2 separate regions of the Arabidopsis thaliana genome follow, and region 2 is linked to region 1. The links are chromatin contacts, called in public ChIA-PET maps. All regions are on one chromosome and are shown on one strand. Each heading gives the region's core, a stretch centred on a gene start, on an enhancer-like site or on the middle of the called end of the contact. The rest is flanking DNA. Distances are from core to core; before and after follow the strand shown.

Region 1 (5,756 bases), core at 1,850-4,349:
GAAGAGAACGAGAAGAGTGGTAGTGAAGAGAGTGAGGTTGAAGAGAAGAAAGACAATGGCGGTACTGAAGAGAGTAGGGAGAAGAGTGGTACCGAAGAGAGTGAGGTTGAAGAGAAGAAAGACAATGGTAGTAGCGAAGAGAGTGAGGTTGAAGAGAAGAAAGAAAACAGAGGTATAGACGAGAGCGAGGAGAGTAAAGAGAAAGATATAGATGAGAAAGCGAATATTGAAGAGGCAAGAGAGAATAATTACAAGGGAGATGATGCTTCTAGTGAGGTAGTTCATGAGTCTGAGGAGAAGACTAGTGAGTCGGAGAACAGTGAGAAAGTGGAAGACAAGTCGGGTATAAAGACTGAAGAAGTGGAAGATTCTGTTATCAAGAGTGTTTTGCCTAACACAACAGATAATGGGGAAAGCAGTAGTGATGAGAAGAGTACTGGTTCGTCTTCAGGTCATGAATCGGATTCCTTGGAGGGAATAAAATCTGAGGGTGAATCTATGGAGAAGAATGAGTTGTTGGAGAAGGAGTTCAATGATTCTAACGGTGAGTCCTCTGTGACCGGTAAATCCACGGGTTCTGGAGACGGAGGTTCTCAAGAAACTTCTGAAGTGTCATCTCAAGAGGAGAGTAAAGGCAAGGAAAGTGAGACAAAGGATAAGGAAGAATCTTCGTCTCAAGAGGAAAGTAAAGACAGAGAAACTGAGACAAAGGAGAAAGAAGAGTCTTCATCGCAAGAGGAAACTATGGACAAAGAAACCGAAGCAAAGGAGAAAGTAGAGTCTTCTTCTCAAGAGAAAAACGAAGACAAGGAAACTGAGAAAATAGAGTCTTCGTTCCTAGAGGAAACTAAAGAAAAAGAAGACGAGACAAAGGAGAAAGAAGAGTCTTCTTCCCAAGAGAAAACCGAAGAAAAGGAAACCGAGACAAAGGATAACGAAGAGTCTTCGTCTCAAGAGGAAACTAAAGACAAAGAGAATGAGAAGATTGAGAAAGAAGAGGCTTCATCGCAAGAAGAATCTAAAGAAAATGAAACTGAGACAAAGGAGAAAGAAGAGTCTTCTTCTCAAGAGGAAACTAAAGAGAAAGAAAACGAGAAGATTGAGAAAGAAGAGTCTGCACCGCAAGAGGAAACTAAAGAGAAAGAAAACGAGAAGATTGAAAAAGAAGAGTCTGCATCGCAAGAGGAAACTAAAGAGAAAGAAACCGAGACAAAAGAGAAAGAAGAGTCATCGTCCAACGAATCACAGGAAAATGTAAACACCGAGAGTGAGAAGAAAGAACAGGTTGAGGAAAACGAGAAGAAGACTGACGAAGACACAAGTGAATCTAGCAAAGAAAATAGCGTTTCAGATACTGAACAAAAGCAATCAGAGGAAACATCAGAGAAGGAGGAAAGCAACAAGAATGGTGAAACAGAGGTAACTCAAGAACAATCTGATTCTTCTTCGGATACTAATCTTCCTCAAGAAGTCAAAGATGTTCGCACCGATCTTGAAACTTTACCGGATTCTGGAAATGGAGGGAGCAATGAGAGTGTTGCGGCTGAGTAAATCTTACAATGGTTGCTCAAATTCTCTCATTCGATGTTGTTTAGTAGAGAGTTTTACGAATTCAATTTGTGTCATTGTAATTTGTTGTAATCTTTTTTTTTGAACATATTAAGGGTTGTTGTCATTCCCAGAGCATAAGTTATAGCTTTTCTTTTGTACCGAACACATGATTTTTTGTCTTTAAACAAATTCTTGAAACTTCATTATCTCATGAAAATAAAGATTTTTGTTAAACAACTTCTGCTTTAAGATCGATAACATTGCAGCATATAATATAGCCAAAAAAATATTCAAAAATCCAGAATTTTTACTAGTATATGATAGAAAAAGATTTATGATAATCATACTCAATATCAATCTCCTAAATCCACGAAACAAAATGTCATGAAAAAAAAGTATCGAGAAAATAATTTTCATCTAACACAATTTACCAATTTACAAGAACTATAATATCCCAACTAGATGAATATTTAGCTCATCAAACGATCATAAAGCAACAAATGCCTCAACGTCGTTACTTCGCCTTTCTGATGATCCTCGTCCTCTGTACACGTGTCTCTATCTCTTTCGTTCATTCCCTCATCGCCAAACGCGTACACCACATCCCGCGATTGCGTTTGCGTTTGCTGCTGGATACACGTGTTTTGATCTACGCTGTCCATCATCATCATATCGCGAACATCATCTTCCGTCCATCCTGCTTCCCTCAGCTTCCAAAACGCGTCGTCCAAACACGCCGTTAACCCCTCAAAACCTAACGCGCTCCACCAATCGCGCGTGTAATCACGCGCCACCACAAATCTCCATCCCTCCGCCACATCGCTCCAAAACTCCACTCTCCGTGGTCGTCTCCTTCGTCGTCGATCCTCCGTCGGCGTTTCTGATCGACCGATTCCCTTGAGAAATCCGACTACGTCGCAACTCAATTCCCTAACTCCGTCGCCGTCGATTTGGAAAACTGGATTTCCCGCCAAATTTGGCGTCGTCGAAGGGACGTAAAAATCGCCGTATACAGGGACGAGTACCGGAGCGATCTCAATCAATTTCTTCACGAGTGACAAAGCCTCCGCGTCATTTCCGGGTCGGATCCCCCAAGAATCGACCCAGAATCCATTTCTGACGACGTGTTGAGACAGATTAAGAAGAGGGAGAAGAAGATTATTCCGGTTCGACCCGGTTCGCCAATTGGGAAAATTGGTACCAACCGGAAGACCGGTTTGGAGAATCGAACGGAGATCAAGAGGGAAAGAGAAACCATGAGAGGATTCAACGGCTGAGATCTCTTGATTGGTAAGCCCAGGTGAAACGTGGTTACCGGTTTGAGATTTGAAATGGTTAACAATGGTTTTGTAGTAAACCGGAGACGAAGGGTTCACGGAGGAGGAACGAATTGGATCTGTAGTAATGTGGCCAAGTGGGCTAATTATTCCGGCGAGACGATGATTCATCTTTGGCTTCTTAGTATTATAGTTTTAGCTAAAACTGGTCAAAAGAGATTATTAATAATATATAGTGGAGAATCAAATCAATTTCTTGATATGATTTACGAACCAATTTTGGAAATTATATGAAACGAGTTTAGAAAGTTACGTAATAATGGAAACATTGCGAATTTTTAATATTACGTTGAAGTGGATAAAAGGAAATTAAAATCGTGTAGACTATTACTTTACTAGCTAGGTTTTAATTTAAAATTACACTTCTGAATATTACAGCAAATGTTTTTAAAAAAATTTAGCTGTAAATTCACATTTAAAAGATTTTTTTGTGTGCACATTTAAAAGATTTATAAAATATATATTTTACTATATAAACTAAAATCTATTGTGAGATTTATCAGTTAGCCCATGAAACTAGTTTTACTGGTGTAGCTTTTTCAACATATTGATGTAAGAATCTGAAAGTTGAATATTTGGAAAGCAATCCTAGTGAAATGTAACAATTAAGGAAGTACTCAAATGACTATAGATTTTGAAAAATCTTGGACTAAAATCAATAGATTAATTACATTTCATAAACTAATGTCAAGCAATGTGAGTCAATCAATTACGCATATTGACTCACATATTTTGGTATTTCGTTCAACTTTTGTATTAATTAAAAAATCTCACATTGTGGAGCTAATCTGTAAAGAAAAGGTAAACCTGCCATTCTTTCATGCTAATATTTTTTGTAAGAGAATTCTCAAAAAAAATTGTTTAAAGATAAAGCTAATACAATAAAGATTAGATATCAAAGATAAGATTTAAAACTCTACCAAAAAAAAAAAAAGATAAGATTTAAAAATAATTTACATGTCAATGAACTCGATCTTGCCATTTACCAAAAACAAAATTGTTATTAATTTTATAAATGCTCATAATTTTTTAATAAAATGATATAAAGATATTAGAGTTGAATCTAAATAAATAGTTTTTCATAAAAATATTTTGAGTATTTCAAACAAAAAATACAATTGTTTTGATGGTAAAACTAAGTTCGTATTTCGCTTTAAGAATATAGAATGATGAAAAACCTTTTGTGTTTCAAAATACTGATTAGGTAGGATTTTAGACAGACGATTAACTTTTAATATTTTTAAGACAGGCGATTAAAAGTTAATCTTCCTTTTTGGATTTTATTTGATTATTTTAGTTGAGAGATTCGATCTGTTTAGCTTTTGGTATCCAAAATATATGTCATTGAAAACAGAATGTGTCGGTTTTGAGTATCATGGGTTGGTTTTGTCTTATGTTTATCTGTGATTTCGCATTTGCAGCAGAAATGGGGATATGCCCCGTATAATTAAAGACCTTGATTGTCTCTTGATTAGATAGAAAGTAAAATTCATTGGAAAATAATTGTTTGGATCGGTCAGTATAATGTCAAAATGTGTAACAAACGACCAGCTCAATAAAAAAAGGTTGAGGTAATTTTGAAATATTTCTGTAATGTCATTAGAATATTCTCGGATGTATAAAATCAATGACAAACATTAAATATATGACGTTAAGATGGAGAAAACCGAGAAAGATTTTGTAGGTTTATTATTTGTTTCAATTATAAACGAATCGCCTCAACCTTTTTTATATTATGACGTTAAAACCCCCGTAAATATTATCATAAAAGCCCTCAATATGATCAAAGTACATGCACTTCAATTTTAAGAGACATGGATGATGGATCTTACGGTGTTATAGCTAGAGTTGGCTTATATTCTTAAATAGAACTATACATCGTTTTTTTTTGTTTCTTCAACAGTAAATGATAAAATAGGTACCCAACATGACAATTGGCTAGCCAAAACTGAGTAATATTATACATGTCAGATACTCGGTTTTAGGATATAACAAGCAAAGAACTTTAAAAGAAAAGAGATGAGAGTTTATCTACCAACATCAAGAACGAAGGCCATTCCTACATAAACCTCGTCTAAGAAACTATATATGAACAAATTGTATTTAAATCGTAGGAAGAAACTATATGGCTCTAGATATTTGACTATCCCAAATTTAGAGATTTTACTCATGAGTGCAAAAACGAGACATCTACTAAGATTGGGCAAATTTACTTGTTACCTGGCTTTTACCTCCTTTTCGGCTCGTATCCGAATTGAAACTCAAGTACCCGGTACAAAATATGTCAAGATAAAACAATAAATTAATATGTGAATAAGAGTGTGTTAAATAAAGTTATGGTTATGAGTGGGTCGAATAAAATTGTGGTTGTAAAATATCTTAAAAAATACTATAAGTTATATTTTCTAAGCTTTGTACTGTAAATGCCTAAGCTTAGTGTTAGAACCAAGTTAAGTGAATAAGAAAGAATTTGAAAGAGTCTATGAGTGTGACTGGTTTGTATACCATGTAAAAGAAAAGAAAAAAAAGAGAAGAAACGAGAAGAAAAAAGTAGAAGAAAATTGTATACCATGTATTTATGAGAGGAAATTTTTAGTTGTTTTTACTGAAAGTAAAAAAAATTGAGAAGAATATTGTTGGTGAACAAATTATTCTTGATTGGAAAAATGACAAAGAGTAATTGAGAAGATTTATTTTTTCCCAATTTTTTCCCTCTTCTATTTTTTTTTTTTTTTTTTTTGAAGTAGCTTATAAGCCCATTAAAAATGTTAGCTTGTGGCCCAACATATTTAAGGGCCGTCCTGAACATAATGCACATAATTTGATTGTAGCTAAGCAGTAAAAGATTTTAACAAAATTGTTTTAGAA
Region 2 (5,561 bases), core at 876-3,375, 37 kb before region 1:
AAAAAATACGTAGAATCACCTACTTATATTCTATAATAGCAACAATATATATATTTAATAAAAGAGAAGTTGTGATTATTAAAACTAAAAAGATAATGTGGGAAGCATTTGAATGATACATCTTTATGCGATTAAAGTTTGATTTAACATGCTACCAAACCATATAATAAAAGTTTTCTAAATATATTTCTGCTTTACTACTTTTGAAGATTTGGCATGTGGCCGTTGCTATAGTTTTTCTCTTCTTTATTATCTTCTTATTTCGAATAAACTAACTAACCGAAAATTTAGAGCACAAAAATGTATTTAAAAATCATTAATTTGTTGTTGGACGTATTATTCATTGATAAGATTATTTTTTCTTTTATTTATTTGTTAGATAAATAAGATTCTCTTTCGTTCTTAAATAGCTTTTCGTTAAACATAAATATTTTGTTTAATTCCAATTAATTTTGAAATTACTTTATCACGATTGATAAAAAACACACAAAAAATAACATATTGAGAAAATATATCAGTATTCGGTATTTATTTTTAGTTTGGTAGTTACACCAGGTACCAACTAATATATAGATTCTCTAAGTACCTTTCAAATACTAAAATCATATAAACAACTTACTCAAACATTTTGTGGAAAAGAAAAAAACATTTTTGATACGAACCAATATGAAATAAAAAGCTGGATTTAGTTAAAATCAGATAAATTTTGATTGAAATAAAAACCAAAAACGAACGTTGTGATTGAATTTTATGTTAGTTGTTTCATGTCCAACCACTAATTACACCAACTACACATATAAATCAATCGACCAACGACACCATATTCATTTTTTTGAGCCTCAAATTTATTTTATTTATTTGAACTTCTCTCTTTTTCTTTGTTCTGTTGTAAATCTAGATTTGAATACAATGGCGACAAATTAGATGAATGGACAATGCATGTGTTAAATATGGACTGTTTCTTCATCACTAAGCTATAACAAACATTTGGTTTAACAATTTTAATCACTTTTTTATTTTCAGAAAGTGACCTTAAACGAGTCCTATTGGCTATTGGTGTCCCACAAAATATTTTTCTACTTTCATATAAATCATAAAAGTTGGGTCTTGAAAAATAATACCAACCCCACATAGTGCCACATGACTCAAAAGTCGTTATACGTATAAAATACGGTCATACATAGTATTTCAAAAATTACCAAAATACCCTTACCAATTTTCCTTTAAATTCCAGTCTCCTTCAAATCAATGCTTCCCTTTTCTCCTTCTCTTCTCTCTCTTCTCTCTAATTAAACAATTTTAAACCGGTCATTATGATGTCTACTGTACCGGCCTTTACCTTTACTGAACCGGGTTTGGTTAACCAATTATCGGATTTCCAGACCGGATTCACTCCTTGGGAATTGAACTGCTCCGATCTCTTCTCTACAATCCATCTCGAACCGGTCGTACCGAGTCCTTGTTCTGGTGAATCCGATGCCGGTTCTGTCAAAATTAACACCGATTTTAACGGTTTTGACGAATCGTGTATCGGTTCCATCAAAACTAACTCCGGTTCTGATGATTCCAACCTTTTCCACGGCGTACCGAGTCCTCAATCCGACGAATTGGACTCAAAAAACACGAAAATCCGAAGTAACGCCACGAATCATAACCGGAACAAATTGAACCGGTCGGTTTTGCAGGTGACTGACGACCGTAAACGCAAACGGATGGAATCAAACCGAGAATCAGCGAAGCGGTCGAGGATGCGTAAACAAAGACACATTGATAATTTAAAAGACGAAGCAAATCGTCTCGGTTTAGAAAACCGGGAACTCGCAAACCGGCTTCGAATTGTTTTGTACAACATCGCATTAATGTGTACGGACAACAATCAGCTTTTGTCGGAACAAGAGATTCTCAGACGGAGATTCTTGGAGATGAGGCAGATTTTGATTTTCAGACAGCTTCAGCTGAATCCATCATTGATCATCAATCATCATCATATGATTTGAAAGAAAAAAAAATAGAAAAAAAAAAGTTTAGAACGGAAAAAAAAAATTAGATAAAAGCGAAGTATTTTTATTTCTGTGTCTCTTTTGATCACTCTTATGTGTAAATGAGAATATGAGTGTTACTTTAGATGATGGACTTCGTTTTTTTTTTGCTGTTGTTTCGTACTTGGGCCTCTCTAATCATATTTATCAAGGCCCATTAGTGAGTGGGCTAAAAGATATAAGCCTAATCAACTACTCTTGTTGACGACTACCACCCTATCATGTATTTAAAACCTTCTGCATCAAGTTGGAGTCGTCGGCTTTGAGGGTTGGAATGAAACCTCTACGTCAACCAGAGTCTTTCACAGACTTCCCAATTCCCATGTTCAGCTTGTTTCCTCTTTGATTCCTTCTTATTCCTCAAGTAGACAGACCGCAAGATTCTTCCTACAAGCCTTTTTTTTATCAAGTACGTAGACGGAATTAAGTATAGTTAGAAAAATATATGCAAATTTGAATAACGTATTATTTGTTTAAAATATATGCAAAACTATTAACCATTAACCATTAACCATTAACCATTTTGGGAAAAGATTGTTAATGATCTAACACTAAATTTATCATATGAAAGCAACAAGGTTATGTACTCCAAACTATATCTAATACTGTACTCTTGAGTCTTGAAGCATCTTGCATCTAGTGAAGATATTTATTCGGTAAGAATTGTCGTGTCTAGTGCAAGTGGAAGTGTCTGGATCGTCCCACACATGCCACGTGTTAGAATAAAATCTCCAAAAATTACACAAAAAAATCCAAATTAAAAACGTTATGGACCATCCATACATTGAGAGATTGGTCCTCCTCCACTCTTTATAATCAATTTCATTTTTTCTTGAAGAAAAACAAAAACAGGAATAAGTGAAAGGTAGGGTTAGAGAGAGAAGAGCAAAAAGTAGTTACAGGGACCCAAAAGTGGAGAAACAGAACCCAAAAAAAAAAAAAAAAAAACTAAAGTTGGAGACAGTTGTTTTGAAGAAGTGTTCTATGTCCAATCCACAAACAATGTTGCCTCTTGTCTGCAACTAGGAAACCTCTCGTCAAAATCTCTCAAGGATCACAAATTTTGTGACACTAACACTTGGTTTTAATTTTGTGGTTAGTGAAAAAAGTAAAAATTTGTATATTTTTCAGTTTTAGAACATTGTGTACATAGACTTCTTAAAACCAGGGATTTAGCTCAACGGCTATAAGAGGAACAATAAAATCAAGAATTTGATGATTGAGAACAAATAAGAGGAAAAACAAAGAACAAAGATTATGAAGAAAAAAACACACATCTCTCCTTTAGTTTCTTCTTGCTTTATATAGAAAGAAAACAGCAACAGAAACAACAATGCATCAAGTAAGAAAAACCAGAAACAGAGAAAAACAGAGTGTTTTTGTTTTCGCAATTGTCCTTAGTTTTTTTTTTTCAGTTTCACAGAGAAGGAGCAGTAGCAGAAGTATTCATCAGCGTGGTCGGGCCAAGCGGATCTTTTCCATCACCGTTCTTATTGTTGTTATCGCCAATGATGGTGCTGCTTGCCGAGCTGCTGTTAGAAAGAGAACCAAATGTCGACTTTTGCAAGACGCCTGTTGGAGAGGAACCAAACTTGGGACTATTGGTCGTGCTGTTTAGTACCTCGCCGAGTGGACCTCCCATGGAGTTGTTATTACCCCAGGAGATTGGTATCCAGTTATTCGTCTTTTTCCCGGGGTCAAGAAACTCGGTGTTGACGCCTAATCCCATGTGGATCGCGGGGTCAAACTCACGCGATAACCTTAAAGGTGAGAGTGCAAGTTTATCTTGAACAGGGGAAGATGGAGCCATAGGGATTGACATTGAGAGCTGAGTCCAATCCGATTTCAGCTCTTCGGGCCAAGAATCGACATTGTTGTGATTCCCCGCGTGCTTGGCTTGGTTGCCGAAGTCAAGATACGATCCAAAGCCTTTGGAAGAGGTTGCATACGAGGCTTGTTTATGCGACGGATTAAGTAACGAATCAGAAGAGATGAGTCCGAATTCAAAGGGATTATTGCTTTGTTTCGGATGAGTTTCCTTCGACTGTAAGTTCATCGTGGCAGGAAAAACCGAAGCCCCTCGAGAATTTTGAACTCTGCAATGCAACAAACAACCATTAAGATTTCTTGTTAATTTGTTACATCATTGAATCATCAAGAAAAGGAGAGTAAACAGTTCATTAAAGCAAAAAAATCCAAATATATGGAATCCTAAGCCTCATATTAATAAGGAGTGGTCACAATCATAAAAGATGTAGTAATAATGAATTGGTGGGTCTACTACTTACTCATAGGGCAAAGAAGTATTTAAAAGTTGAAAAAGGTATGAACATTAAAAACTTAAGAATATGCAGATAAGTTATATCAAAAAGGCAAGAGATGTTAAACGTTTTCACCTGTTAGCCAAAGAATCTGTAGATTGATTATTGGTATGATGTTGTGTTCCAACAGCAGCGGCAAGGCTATTGTTATTATCTGATCCACGCATCGCAACAGCTGAAGTCCCCGCTGCCGCTTTGGACACAGCAGCAGCGGTAGAAGCGGCAGCAGCAGAAGCAGCGGCGGCAGCATTAGTATTGTGGCCATTTTGGCCTTCCACAGGCTTTCTTGAACGATGGCGGCCTCTGTTAATATGTCGTTCACAGTACTTTTGATCGGGAACAGCGTCCCTCGAGCACCGCCATTTCTTTCCATCTGTCCGGCGACATCTCCCTGGCTCGGGATCCATGTTACCACCGGAAAAGCCCAGATGAAAAGAGCCCCATCCAACTTCATAATCACACAAAACAAAAAAATCTCTCAAGATCTCATAAAAACACCATTCCCCTAACAAAGCAAGAATCTTTAATAAACCCACCACCAATCCATACAAGATTCAATGTTCCAAAGGACTATACACTAAAAAAGATAGTATAAAGTTAATTCTTGGCTAATGTATTGGAGATAAAAGGAATCAAAACTATTGATCAATAATCTCAAATCTTTGAAAACAAAAGATAAGGAAGAGAACTTACAAGAATTAGGAGGCAAGGAACCATAAGGGAAAAAAGATTTCTTGAGAGAGAGAAGTAAACTAGATGGAACAGGGACATTGGCTGTGATATACTTATAGATCAACGCCTGTTGCTCTAGCTCTGCCCACTGAGTCAATGAAAAAGGTCCTTTTACTCCTGTCAACAAGTTTCCATGCATGTTGCTTGTGTTCATCATTCCTCCTAAACCATATCCTGACACCACAACAAAACCAATATTCCAAAATCAAGACTTCACTAAATCAAACTCTAATCAAAACCCATTTCTGTAATCTAACTCTAAGCAAAAGCCATATACTGATTTTCAAGAAAGTAAAAAAAAAAAGCAGAGTACTTTAGTTGTTTTTACAGTTCAGACCTGAGTTTCTACAGTACTGAAGATAAGGTGAGACATCTGATTTGCCTGAAGCAGAAGAGAAGCTAAGCATGTGTTCTTGTCCTTTACGAGGATCATTAATAGTGGTAGATCTCAGTAAAGGGATGCCTTGAT

Evidence for each region. ChIA-PET counts read pairs in DNA pulled down with a chosen protein or histone mark.
Region 2: a contact with region 1 is called in an H3K4me3 ChIA-PET map of shoot, with 11 read pairs. The contact joins the promoter of AT2G07850 here to the promoter of AT2G22790 in region 1. A contact is called at or near these places in 3 of 26 Hi-C or Micro-C datasets (root, rosette leaf and seedling) and 1 of 2 datasets of contacts at active chromatin or transcription factors (shoot).

What each region holds. Positions count from the first base shown.
Region 1 is chr2:9,693,175-9,698,930 of TAIR10.1, reverse strand. It overlaps AT2G22790, which reads right to left and starts at 3,099. Exons shown (of 1, transcript NM_127844.2): 1 at 1,804-3,099. The coding sequence starts at 2,999. The coding sequence ends at 2,022. AT2G22795 reads left to right here. Exons shown (of 2, transcript NM_179701.2): 2 at 1-1,800. The coding sequence ends at 1,551.
Region 2 is chr2:9,729,037-9,734,597 of TAIR10.1, reverse strand. AT2G07850 (a long non-coding RNA gene) reads right to left here and starts at 2,125. Exons shown (of 1, transcript NR_140236.1): 1 at 1,270-2,125. It overlaps GRF1 (general regulatory factor 1), which reads right to left. Exons shown (of 4, transcript NM_127849.4): 1 at 5,430-5,561; 2 at 5,054-5,266; 3 at 4,436-4,808; 4 at 3,297-4,135. The coding sequence ends at 3,457. bZIP6 (basic leucine-zipper 6) reads left to right here and starts at 1,198. Exons shown (of 2, transcript NM_001202651.1): 1 at 1,198-2,022; 2 at 2,964-3,319. The coding sequence starts at 1,314. The coding sequence ends at 1,997.